Regions from separate parts of the Gossypium hirsutum genome. Here region 2 is linked to region 1. A link is a contact called in public Hi-C data. All regions are on one chromosome and are shown on one strand. Each heading gives the region's core, a stretch centred on a gene start, on an enhancer-like site or on the middle of the called end of the contact. The rest is flanking DNA. Distances are from core to core; before and after follow the strand shown.

Region 1 (2,700 bases), core at 102-2,601:
AAAGAATTTTCTCGACCTTTTGTACTACCAAATCTTAACCTTGCTTGTCTTGGATATGTTTTGAGAATTAGTTTGGGGGGATTCAGAGAGGGGAACATGCTCAAAAGGTTATATCTCCGAGCAATTATGTTATTTTAGGGAAAAAAAAAGAGAAAAAAAGAGTTATGAGCATATCAGTTGAAAGCTTCTGGGACAACATTCCATCCGGACATTAATTATGTCAATAATTTTAGGTTTGAGGCAAGCTAAGTTTGAGGTTGTTGAGCCTAAAAATATCAATTTCAATCCATATCTTGAACCTTGCTCTGTTACAACCCTATAAAGACCTACTGATTTAAATCGCTAAGTTAACTACATTAGTGGAGAGGAATTATTGAATTCAACATATGAAAACATATATTAAACCTGATGAATGATACCTAGCTTAATTTAAGGAAGTAAAAAAATTAATTGGAGGAAAATCAAAATCATCTTCATAAAAAGAACATTCAAATAATGATTTTTTTAACATTTAAATAGTTGAGGAAATTTGGATAATAACTGTACACAAGTTACACATCCGCAGTATCAATTTGAGGGCTTGATTTCGTTCATATATGTCTACGTGGGTTAATCGATTCTACTTCATAAGATGTGTTTTTAAGAATTTTTCCATCACTCGGGATGAACAATGATTTAATATTGGGGTGTGACAACTCTAAAATATGTTGGTATTTTCAGCAATCTTTTGTAGATAAATTATGCAAATTCTTGGTAGTTGATAACACCTCTTATAGTTTTTATTTATAATTTTGTTATATTTAATAAGGACCATGACAATGTGCTATTTTAATTAATTTTATACTAAACATATTTTTTGTATCTTTTTGAAGAAATAAATGGACTCAGTGGAAATTCACATGTTGGGCGTGAAATTTTACATCTCTGGACAAGCCCATTAAGGAAAGAAAATGCCTAAATCAACTACTAAGTAAGACATGTTCTTGTCTTCCCCCAACCAAATTCCTGTAATCAAGGGATGACATCAACAATAAGAGATTCAAGCAACCACCTCCTCCCAAAAATAGCAAACTTCTCCACTTCCTCCTCCACAATTCAAGGGTCCGCCACTCAAGGGAGAAAATGAAGGGATTCCCTTGCTAAAAATAGAAAGAGATGTTGGGGCTTGAACAAGTATAAATAGGGGTATTCATTTATTCATTTGGGGGACACCAGATTAGGCAAACACACCAGAATTAAGAGAAAATTCGAGAGAGAGTTCTTCAATTCAAGAAATCCCAATATTTTTTAGAACAATTGGAAAAGCAGAAACTTGAGTGCATAAAGGAGAGATTGACGCCCAAAAGAGGAGGAGAGTGATCGTGAGAAGCAAGCAAGAAGCGATTGTAGAAAATTCCCTGCATTTGATTGTTATCTCTTCTTATTCTGCATTATCCAAGGATAACCCCCCTCGACATTTCTTCTTCCCTTTCTTTTATCTTTATTTTGCTTTTATTGTTGACAAACATGATTGCAACTCATCTTTCTGTTTTCATTCAATGATTAGGACTTAATTTCGTTTCTACTAGAATGATTATGAATCTTTAAGTATGTATTCTTAACTTTATGTTAGGGATGTTTTGTTCAAGCGATTATTCATTCATTCAAGTTGAATTATTGTTAATGCTTAAAAATGCATGGCCAACATTAGTAAGGAAATGAATTAATTATTTAATCTGAGAAGAGGTAATAGTTAATAGACATAGACTTAAATGGTACATATCATGTTGATATCGAAAAATGGTTGTTGTATGCAAAAACTATATGTATTGCCTGAGAGGGTGATTTTATTGTTAGTTTGGCATAAACATATGTGAGTTAACTAACAGACATAAATAGGACTTGGAAATTGCCACAATTTATCGTAACATTCTCTAACATAAGTGTCAATGATCACTAGTTAAAGAGAATTAATTGTTCTAGCATATTCATGTCATATTTGTTAAATCTTGTGTTATAGTTTTCTTCTACCATTATCTTTTATACTGTGTTATTTTATTTTGTTTGCATCCTTGGTGTGCTTAGTATTTAATTTCTTACCCCAATTCAATATTTTTATTTGCCACTTTTCAAATTCTTAATTATAATTTTTGAAAATAATTTAAATATGATTGTACCAGACGAACTTACCAGAAAATATCAGAAATTAACAAGACGTCAAGGACACTAATCCACTAATTTGCCTTTTCCACGATTATCTAAGAGTTGGTCCAAATCCCGATCTATACATTTATTTAATTCGAAGTATCAAATCCAAACATTTTATGGCAGTCTACTATATACATGTATCAATTAAATTTCAATTTTTGGAAGCTCCCTAAAGTTTTACATTTTATTCAATTTAATCCCTAAAACTGAAATTGCCATAACTTTCCAATTTGAGCTTCGATTTCGAAACCAATCTCAATTTCATCCTTGCACTGCCATCTATTATCTATAATTACAGAAATTTATCATCAATTTTGAAGTTTACACACTTTAGTCCCTATACTCAAAATTAAAAACTTCCACTTAACAAACTAGCTTTTTTTTCATTCTAAGCTTAAAATTTAACAACTTAACATCAATAAATTTAAGAAATTAACCATGAAATCTTTTGAAAATTTTAACAGTTTTATAAATTGGTACACGGGCTAACTAAATCAAACTCTCATAACTTCA
Region 2 (2,700 bases), core at 97-2,596, 160 kb after region 1:
AGCATGGACATTTTAACTTTCCATTTTAACAACAATTTTAAACATTTGAAATTATAAGACACCCATTTTCACTATACTTTTTAAAAACACTTTTCAACCACAACAATAATATTATTGTCAAAAAGTACTTTTGAGAAATAAAATATTCATTTTAAACATAGTGTTATAAAGTAACAAATAAGCATTTAAATAATGTTTAAATTAGTTAATATTATGATATTTTAACAAGAATATAGAAAATAATTTATTATAATTTGTTTTTAATATTTTAATATATAAAAAAATAAATTTTAAATACTTTTTAAGCAATTAACTAGAGAAGGGAAAGTACCATATGTTAGAGGGATGAAAACGTAATTAAATTATCAAAGTGCTTTTGGAAGAGAAAAAACTAAAAATTTTAACTTGAAAAAATGTTTTAGAAAAGTCAAAAAAAATAAATTTAAAAAGTGCTCCAAAAATGCTTTTAATATCAAAAGTGCTTCTAAAAAGCATTACTAAACACAACTTAAAACTTGTAACCACAATCACCATAACAATGTTGGCAAAAAAAATATTTATTTAATTTTTATAGTATTTAATTTTTATAGAATATTGTGTTATATGTTATTTTCATTTCATTTTGTTTTATTTGTCTTTATCTTTAAAACTTGTATCGGAAGTACTCAATAGCCTTTTGACTTAGTAACAAGAAAATTAAATTATAAAGCATGAGAGTTTAGGTTTGATCCCAAACAACCCGTCTCCTACCCTCAATTATTAAAAAAAATCGTATTGGAAGTAAAACAAGTGATGCATACAATAAATGACAGAAGGAAAATATTTGGTACACTATCAGTAAAGTTTTTAAACTCCACAAATAGGACCAAGGGGTTGATAAATATCCTATAAGGATATAGTAAAATACTAAAAAAATATTTAAAATAAAAAAGAGATATACAACTGCCCACTTATCAAATACTCACCCTAATAAAAATATACGAACGCCAATATTATCTTTTAGAGTGTGTGTAAAAACATTTAATTTCATGGCTTTCAAGTTAACCTAACAGTAACGGTACCAATTGAACTAATATATATAATTAAAGTTTATTATTATATGATGCACAAAAGTTAGAAATTCTAAGGTAGCATGGTATGGAGAATATAAGGTACACGAAAACTAGGCCTATATGCAATGATGGAAATGATAAATCACGTTTCTTTGTAGCCCCTTTTTTTTAATTTTAATTTTTAATGTTTGAAGTTTGAAGTTTGAACCCTTCTTTTTTACGCAAATTATTGATTTTTTTCCCCTCAAAAGCCTAAAACCCTCTCTTGCTTTGATGGTTTTTCTAGTTTCCTTCTCTTCCATTTGAAGTTTGAACATGGCAGATTTCACTTTTTATATGCAAAAAGGGGCATTGAATTGTGACCAAACAAAAAACACAAGAAAAATGGGTTTCTCTCTCTCCCTTAATTAAAACACAATCTTGCTCAACTATTGAACTCAACTTTACCCTGATTTTGCTGCGTCTTTTCATACGATTCTTTGGCATTCCATGGTGAAAAAGGAGGGGGAATAAAAGAAATCTGTTAACAAACACAATAATTTTGTCTGCCAAACCTTATTTATATAATAATTATTCATTTTATATATTTCAACAATTTAATCTAATATCTTCAATTATCATATTCTTAGAGGCCCTTGTTCTAAGAGTCAGATTACGTTTTGTCTCATCTACAAAAAAAAAGTGCAAATTAGTCCCTGTAACATTAAATCAAAGAACAAACTAGCCTTTCTATTAAAAATTTCATCCATTTCTTTTGTTAAATTGATTCATGTATATCAGAATGAGGCACATGTGGTGTCAGCTATGTCAACTTTTAACAATAGAAATGAATAAAACTTTTAATAGAAAGGATTAGTTTACTCTTTGATCTAATGTACAGGGACTAATTTGCCCATTTTTTAAAAAGGGATAAAATGTAATATAATTTTTAATACAGGGACCTCCATGATGCTTTTACCTATTCTACCATCACCTTGATCATTTTCATTTCTTTTGAACCTAAATTTAGATCCACTGTTAATTTTAATCTCAATCACTACAATATCTAATGTCATAATTATAATAACTAGTTTTACTACCTTTGTTGTTTTTAATTTTGTCGAATCAATGGGATCGTTACATTATCTGCATTCTTTATTTCTTTCTCTAAGCATAAAATTTTGAACCATCAAATATGATATGATTCTTTCCTACTACAAAGGAGATTTCAAGCTGAGGATAGGGAAAAAGTTACACATGCTGAGATTCAAATCTCAAAGTTGATAAATATATCTTGGCTTCATGAATCAATTGAATTAAACTCTAAATTCAGTTGAATTTAACTCTGTTGGGTTGAGTTGGAAGGATTTAGTGTCCATTGAGTAAAGTGTCGAGGGAGAGTGAAGTTTGTCCTTAGCTAAGAAGTCCAACTTAGCTCAACTTGGTTGTCCAAATAAAAAGAAATAAAGTTTGACCAAAGGAAAAAAAGAAAAAGGAAAACAAAATGGAAAGAGAGTAAAAGAAGGAAAGATGATGACATAAGAGAAATGGTGAGTGGTTGAAAAGGGGAAAGGAGAGGGGGGAAAGGGTTAGGTGATAGCCAATTGGACATTTTGCTATTTATAAAAAAACAAAGGCAGAGGACATCACATGAAGACCACATGGTTGG

What was found. Hi-C and Micro-C count contacts between places; a contact is called where the count stands out from the background.
Region 2: a Hi-C map of fibers shows a contact between it and region 1, with 2.7 times the contacts expected there. The contact joins two enhancer-like sites. A contact is called at or near these places in 14 of 34 Hi-C or Micro-C datasets (callus, fibers, hypocotyl and 3 more).

The regions. Positions count from the first base shown.
Region 1 is chrD09:28,150,865-28,153,564 of Gossypium_hirsutum_v2.1, forward strand. No RefSeq gene overlaps it. Among protein-coding and RNA genes, the nearest start is that of LOC121221170, 26 kb to the right of the region's middle. Within about 2 kb of position 1,352, at least 6 of the 9 cell types and tissues checked have an H3K27ac peak or open chromatin away from gene starts, as enhancers often do. A contact at or near this core is called in fibers, where this site is marked.
Region 2 is chrD09:28,310,010-28,312,709 of Gossypium_hirsutum_v2.1, forward strand. No RefSeq gene overlaps it. Among protein-coding and RNA genes, the nearest start is that of LOC107892672, 11 kb to the right of the region's middle. Within about 2 kb of position 1,347, at least 4 of the 9 cell types and tissues checked have an H3K27ac peak or open chromatin away from gene starts, as enhancers often do. A contact at or near this core is called in fibers, where this site is marked.